Linked DNA regions of Ovis aries: region 2 is linked to region 1. A link is a contact called in public Hi-C data. All regions are on one chromosome and are shown on one strand. The core of a region is the stretch at or near the end of the contact, and the rest is flanking DNA. Distances in the headings are between cores, read along the strand shown.

Region 1 (3,941 bases), core at 613-3,112:
AAGCTTCGTCTTTGGAGATAAGTAGCGTGAAAATCATGAAAGGCTGTATTGTGCTAGCTACAGAGTTTGAACTTGATCTTGAAGGTCATGGGACAGGTTTGTAGGATTTTCAGCAGGAAAATGACATCATCAGATGTGTGCTTTGGAACTGTTCTTGTTTTAGTATGGGGGATGAATTGGATACAGGCCCAGAGATCAATTAGTAGCACTTGCATTAACATTGGGCATGCTATCCGTCCTTGGGTCAGAGCACTCACAGAGGGAATAGAGTGGTGTGTGTATCAGAGGAGTGTGAAACTGCAGGACTTGGTCAGCGAGTCAAAGACAGAAGTCTGGGGACTCTGGATTTTTGGCTTGGGTTGCTGGGGATGAGATGAGGAGGAGGATGTGGGAAGGGTGTGGACTCTGTGCACTAATGGGATTTTCAAGTGAACCTTCTGGGCAGGAGGCTGGATATGTGGGGAGATGCCTGGACCGAGATGGAGAGAGAATCATCAGTTCGTGCTGTGTGCTTGAAACCATATGTTTGGATGAGGTCACCCTGGAATGGTAACAGGATGTGAAGAACAGCAGCTTGGGATGGCTCTCAGGGCCACAGAGATGTGGAAGGGAATGAGAAGGAAGGAAGCTTACCATTTAGCACTTCAACCAAGTTAAAGATTTTCAGGACTGAGAAAGTATTTGGAGACTTAGCACCATAGTTAATTTTGAGTGTGCATTTTGAGTGTGCCTCCAACTCAAAATACGCTCTCATCGGAGCCTGCATTGCTGTGTTCTTAGGAGATTTTTTTTTTTTCCCAGCTTAGTTTTAGAATCTGTTTTCAACATATCCTTCCCTACAGAAAGATTAGATGTAATGAGTATTAATAAAGGTAGAATCTGAGAATTCTAACCCATTAAGATGAGGGAACTAGGTTCCTTACTGTAATTTGTCATTATGATATTCATTCCTTCTACAAATATTATGAGGGGCCTGCTCCGAGCAAGTCCTGTGAAATCTTCAGGTCTCTGCCTTTTACTGAAAAATTACAGTATTAAAGTATTTGCTACTAGGTTCTTAAATTAATAAATTTGTACTTGAAAAAGATAATTGTGTTAGCGTTTCTGAATTGCTTATTACCAAGGTCTATGGGAAGACCTTCATGCTTTGGGTTTATAAGCACTTTCCTGTCTATATAATATTTGACTTCATGTAGCACAATAAAATTTTCCTGCTGCTTTCACAGGTATTTTATAATTTGATCCTCTTAATGAACAGCTGAGATAGGTTGGATAGCCATCATTCCTATTTTCCTGATGTAGAAACAGAGGCTCAGTGAATAAGCACATAATTTAGGAAGTAAGTGAACAAGAATTCACCCCTGGTCTTGTGACCATAATTTCAGTGTTCTTTCCATGAAAAGGGACATATTACTCAAAGTTTAGATGTTAGTAGTTGGGCAATAGCAGACAAACAGGGGGGAAAAGTTCTGATTTTTTTGAGAAATATTTGTCATTACTACCATCTTCAATTAATAATATGTTGAGTGGTCAAGGAGTCTGTGATGCTGTAGTAACTGTGGATTCTATAATTTTAGTTCAGAAACCCTTTTTTAAATGACAGGTTTGTATAAAATTGGCAAATGCATTTGTTTGTCTTTTCGTTTTTGTTTAACCTGGGGAAAGGCTCACTATTTCAGTAACGGGTGTGTGTCTTCTGCTGTTAATGTGGAACACTGAACTGTTGGAAATATTTAATTTTCCCTGTGGGATTTTCAAGAACTTCTGCTTCTCCAGTGGAAAAGTGGAGCTGCCAGCACCCTGTGAGGGAGTGTGGCCTACATGTGACTGGTTGACTAGGAGACTTCTCCCTTAGTCCGGCTGAATGGGGGCAGGATAACCTTGGTAGCCCTTGTCAACATTCTGTCTTGCCCTGAGTGTATGGGGACACTTTAGAGGGTTAGATGTGGTCTACCCTGGACTCTGATCTTCTCTCCTATCCTTAACCTATTTGTCCCTCTGTTTATTGATTCACTGATGATTGATTCATTCCTTCTAAGAACTATGGGTGTGTGAAAAGCACTGCGGGAAAATGAGTTACGTACACACTCTGGTAGCAGATGGCGGTGAAATGTGTCCTGAGGGCAGGGTGCCTGGGTTCTGTTTCATTTCTGCCCCTGGGCGGAATCTGCTTTACACTGAACCAGCTACACTTTATGTAAGAGGGGCTCTTATCAACAATTGTTTTTATAATCCTTCTTATAATTAAGAATGTGTGTTTAAGAAATAATGGCCAAAATGTTTAGAACATTGCTGTATTGTTGCCTTGTTTTTATTGTCTGTCTTCTAAATGACTTTAAAAATACATAATGAAAAGATTTCAAAATAAGTCTTTTTGGAGCATTAAGTCGTCACCTCTGTATGCGTATTGAGAACAAGCAGTTGGGTAGAAATCTCCAATGCAAGAACAAAGTATTACTTTAGAAGGTGAGACTTACAGGTAGCAAAAGCTGTTTAAGGGAATGTGGACTGTCTTTCTCCCTTTCTGTTAATTTTCTGTCTTGCACACTCTCATTTTATTATCTGCATAACAGAATGGAGGTTCTTTGTCCAGAAAACTCCATAATATTTCTTCTGCTGCTGCTCTGGAGGATTGACAGCCTGCTTCTCAGATGTGCTAAAGCAAAGCAGTAGAAATGCCTACAATTTCAGTCCTGAAGTCTTTTTTCTTCTTCAAAACAAAAGGTTAAAAATATGTAAAATGAAATTCAGTTAGCAAATTTATAATCACCAAATGAATTAATGATACTTTCAAAGATTATCATGCCAAACATAACAATTTTTTGTTGTACATGTTTTCATATTTTAAAATTAAGCTGATGTAGTGAAGAGCACTTTTTCAAAAAGTATTTTAAAATTTACCCCGTGTTTCCTGTTCTTATTATCTTTAAAAAGGAATAAAATGATCTACTCTGTATTTTTTTAACTTCTCTAACTTTTACCTATAACATGAGGTTGTTATGAAGAAGTAGTTTACCACATGGGAAAGTGTATTTTAAGAATAGAAACATATGTTAAAAGTACCCATCTTTCTGTTCATATTACTAAGTTAGTATTGCTTATTCTCAGGCATGGGGTGCGCAAAAGTGATTTTCAGCCCTCCTTGCTTGCTTTTCACACGACCTTTGTCACTCTTTCTTGTTAGTGTTCTAGCAAGTAACTTATCTGGAGAAGGACATGGCAACCCGCTCCAGTGTTCTTGCCTGGAGAATCCCAGGGACGGGGGAGCCTGGTGGGCTGCCGTCTCTGGGGTTACACAGAGTCGGACACGACTGAAGCGACTTAGCAGTAGCAGCAGCAAGTAACTTATCAGGCAGGGCCTGTAGTTTTAATGCAGAGAAATGAAATGACCTTTTTTAAAACTTGATAAAAATGTGAACCTATTTTTCATGATTAAAAATTGAAAATCAGTTTCAGAATACTCTGTTCTTATTGTCTTCATATAACCTGTAAAACCAAATCGAGCCCAGCTCAGTTTTGCATTATTGTAAAAATTCCATTTGTGGCAATAGTGTTTTTTGGACTTCCTGTGGTGCTTGATTCATTAACTTCTTGTTTTTTTAAAGGATTACAACCACATAAGTTAAAGCGCCTTTCAGTTTTGTTCTAGTACAGTCATTTCTCTCAGCCCTTCGGAGCCCTACTTGCAGTTTGGAAACATATTTCTTTGTGATGCCCTTACAGGAATTTGTAAGTGTCTGGGTTCGAGATCCTAGGATTCAGAAGGAGGACTTCTGGCACTCTTATATCGACTATGAGATATGTATTCATGTAAGTATGCCATCAATAGTACATAGAAATCATAGTAATTTTTAGGTAGCATTCATTTGATGGGTACTACGATATAAGTGAAATTTATAAAAATGTTTCTAATTCAAAGAACTGAATTTGAATGATTGCAA
Region 2 (3,941 bases), core at 699-3,198, 50 kb before region 1:
CCATTATTACTTTATTCTATTCTGAATTTTTTTCATATTCTTCCTTTCTGTGGAAGTCAGATATTTAAATGACTCCTATAGACTCTCCAAAGGTTTTTTATTTTATTTTTTAATGCTCTGCCCACATTATAAAATCATGCTCTTATTGATAATATACTTAGAAAGATTTTAATTTTGCAGAATCTCTTAGGATCTTAGACACATACTGCATGTTGTTTTCTAGTCAATGCTTTGTGCAGCATAGGGAAAAGAATTTGAAAAAGATAATTTAACTTGATTCTCAGAAGTGATCATATTTACATTTACTTGTGTGTTATAGCTGGGTTGCGATTTTAGGAAATTAAATGCAAGTGATCCAAGATTTAGCAATGAATTATTAGGATCCCAGATGTTAAGGACACAACATTGTAGATTTAGAAGTTTTCTTAAGCCAATTTGAGTGTGGAATATAGACTTGGATATTTTCAGGTAAGCCTGGAATGACCTAGAATGATCAATGGGGCTGGCTGTGTCTAGTGAGAAAATTCATGTTTAAATTATGAAATGTTAGACTCCTATTAAAAGAGAGAGAATAGGCCCAGAAAGGAGTCACTTATGGTGAGCACTGGCACTGTGTACTAAGTTGCTTCAGTCACATCTGACTCTTTGGGACCCCATGGACTGTAGCCCGCCAGGCTCCTCTGCTCATGGGATTCTCCAGGCAAGAATACTGGAGTGGGTTGCCATGCCCTCCTCCAGGGGACCTTTCCAACCCAGGGATCTAACCTGCTCTGTTATGCCTTCTGGATTGGCAGTTGGGTCTTTACCACTATGGCCATCTGCTGAGACATCACAAAATGGGAACTTAATATCAACCTGGTCAGCAGTGTGACTGTCTCCCTGATAGACCTCTGTCTTCTAGAAAAAAGTGATCTTGCCATGACCAATCCGAGTTTTGCTAGGATAACTTCCTTGTCTCCCGGCCTTAAGTCTGTAAGAGCCTTTTATTTTGTACAACTCCTTAGCACTTCTTCCTATCTGCTGAACTTGATGCTGGCTATTTCTTTGGAAGGAATGATGCTAAAGCTGAAGCTCCAGTACTTTGGCCACCTCATGCGAAGAGCTGACTCATTGGAAAAGACTCTGATGCTGGGAGGAATTGGGGGCGACAGAGGATGAGATGGCTGGATGGCGTCACTGACTCGATGGACGTGAGTCTGAGTGAACTCCGGGAGTTGGTGATGGACAGGGAGGCCTGGCGTGCTGCGATACATGGGGTCGCAAAGAGTCGGACACGACTGAGCGACTGAACTGAACTGAACTGAATCATGAATCATTGAATAAAACCAGTAAAATCTTTAACATTTACTCAGTGGATTTTTAAAAACACTGCCTTTATTATTCTGTCATGTAGTCACCCATTAGCGGTTTAAGTGATTATTGCGGCTTTCCACGCGAACAAGTGGGTCAGATGCAACCCAAGATGCCACTTGGAAAACGGTTTACTGATTCAGTCACCTTGACAGACCTCATTTCTTTCCCCCCAGGATGTCTTGTGAAAAAATTCAAACATACAGAAAAGTTGAAAGAATTTTTCAGTAAACACTCATATGCCCACCACCTAGGTTCTACCATTGACATTGTACCATTATCTATCTATCACTCTTCCCATTCAACCATCCTCTCCGTAAGTAACTAAGGGGGCGGAACGGGGTTAGCAAGCTCCTGGTGGCTTTTAAGTGGCGCCCCCCAGTGGCCGCACAGCTCTCCCCAGCCTCGGGGGCCGAGCGCAGCTTCCAGGTCCGCGGCAGGGGCGGGGCAGGCCTCCGCGGGGCCGTACCTGAGTTGGGCGGTGCGGCGGCCAGGATAGCGGGCGCGGAGCGCGGGCGCGGGGCCGCTACGTGCACGGGGAGCGCGGGGCTGCGCTCGTGTGCGCTCCTCGGCGCTCGCCGCCGCCGCCGCGCCTTTGAGTCAGCAAACTCCGCCACCCGCTGGCCCGCTGGCCCTGCTCTGCCCGGCTCTGCCTGGAGGTGCCGCCCGTAAGTGACAGGCGATCGGCCGGGAAGGCCTCCCTCGCGCCGCCGGGTGGGAACCGCGACCAGGGACTAGCCAGCCGCCCTTTCCTTTCCTTCGCGGAGGCTTAAGGCCCTTTCCTCTGCGCCCAGGTGCCTCTCTCTGCGGTTTAGGAAGATGCTTGGGTCTCCTGGGGTTGGAGCCTGGCGTTGCCTCTTTTCCTGCCGGGGAAGAGGAATCGGTCGGCTGGTTTGCCAGGGGAGGGCACGGATCGGATCGATCCTGCTAAAAAGACACCCCGGGGAGAAGGTGGGGCAGAGGTGGAATCCCGGACGCCGGCGGAGGGGGGGCGGGGCTCGGGAAATGTGCTGAGACACCTTACACCAGGCCGGGTTGGGGTGGGTATTTTTAATTCACGAAAGGATAGCTTTGAGTTTAGAAATTGGGAGGAGTAGGCAGGGGGTTTTCTTGGGATTGTGGGATTGAGGGAAAAGACCCGAGAGAAAATCCACTGATTTTACTGATTACTAGGTCTGGTGCCACGGGAAAGCAACAGCCTGTTTTTCAGTTCTGATGTATCATACTTCGGTAAGATGGACCGCGGGGGATTGAGGGGAATGGAAGGGGGACGTAGAACCACAAGCCCTGCTTGCCAGTAAGGGCTTCTATTTCTGCAGAACACGTTTATGTATCAGAATAATGGGTTTAGAAATTTAGAGCAGGCAGGAGGCTTTCATGTGATCTCCTTCAAACCTCTCATTTTAAGGCTGGGAAACTAAGGCCCTAGGGAGCAGAGTCATCCAGCCAGTGAGAGCAGAAACAGGCCTAGATTGTGGTGGGCTTCTGACCCCCTCCGTCCGCAGCCTTCTCCACACCTCTAGGGGCGTGGGGGTGGGGGTAGGCTGGGAAGGCATTAAGTCCCTCTTAGCCCCTGGGAGGGGGCTGGGCGGCAGGGATGAGTGCAGCCAAAGAGGGGAACTGGCTACTCCATCCGATGGACCAAGCTCCAAGGATGCAGTTGAATGAGATGCTTCTGCTGTTTCTGCCATCTCTTCCAATGATCAATGATGCCTAGTCCTACGCACCGCACCCCCACCCCACCCCGCTTTTTAAAGGCATGGTAGATTTAAGATTGACTAATGGGACTGTTTTGAAAGAAGACAAAAAATACCATACACCCAGAACTAAATATATAGAAGATGTGAAGAAAGGTGATTAGCACTGACCTGTATTTCAGTGGACCACCCTGTTTCTCCTGCTGGTCTATTTCATTCTCATTTCTGAGGTGACTATTTCACTAGGGAGGAAACTGGTGTTGGAGGAGTGGGGTGTGGCTCTCAGGTGACACCGCCCTTCACCAGGGTCTCTTGACTGAACCTATGCTTTTCCTCCTGCAACAGAGGTCTGTGGTAGGAACTTCCTCTTATTTTACTTCCTCCAGGGAAGGCCCCCTGGAGCTTGGTGTTGGAAACAGGCATAAACACCTTCATTCCTTCCCGCATAAAAGTTTGTTGTTTAAAGACTAATGTTGTGTTCTACTGTGGCATTTCTATGTGATTTTGGAGCATTCTTAATAATACTTTTCTCAGCCTTAGGGTCTCTACTTGCATTTTAGGGAACTCAGTTTGTTTGTTCAGCTATTATGGGAAATGGCTTCTTTTTCCTCTTTTGATGTGAGGGCTGTGGTTTAACAACTACTTGCCAGGGGTTTGAAATCAATGAGACCAGGGTCCAGCCTTTCCAGTCTTGCATTTCTAAGAGTAGCAAATGAGGGCTTTTGGCCAGTCATGACTGACCTCCCTGGAGAATAAATACCCTGCATTTTGGATAAAAGACTCTTATCACCAACAGTCTTTTTTTCCCTCTCTCTCTCTCATAAAATTAGTAGGTATGAATCAGCTTTTCTGTTCTCTAAGCCCTGTTCAAATTAAGGGGTTGTGTGTGATAGT

Evidence for each region. Hi-C and Micro-C count contacts between places; a contact is called where the count stands out from the background.
Region 2: a contact with region 1 is called in a Hi-C map of liver, with 5 times the contacts expected there. The contact joins the promoter of SNX10 here to the enhancer-like site in region 1. A contact is called at or near these places in 8 of 16 Hi-C or Micro-C datasets (blood, hypothalamus, liver and 2 more).

The regions. Positions count from the first base shown.
Region 1 is chr4:71,182,287-71,186,227 of ARS-UI_Ramb_v3.0, reverse strand. SNX10 (sorting nexin 10) reads left to right here. Exons shown (of 6, transcript XM_060415039.1): 2 at 3,724-3,810. Among named protein-coding and RNA genes, the nearest start is that of SNX10, 50 kb to the left of the region's middle. Within about 2 kb of position 1,862, at least 7 of the 54 cell types and tissues checked have an H3K27ac peak or open chromatin away from gene starts, as enhancers often do. A contact at or near this core is called in liver, where this site is marked.
Region 2 is chr4:71,232,383-71,236,323 of ARS-UI_Ramb_v3.0, reverse strand. It overlaps SNX10 (sorting nexin 10), which reads left to right and starts at 1,948. Exons shown (of 6, transcript XM_060415039.1): 1 at 1,948-2,018. It overlaps LOC132659743 (a long non-coding RNA gene), which reads left to right. Exons shown (of 2, transcript XR_009600500.1): 2 at 1,052-1,338.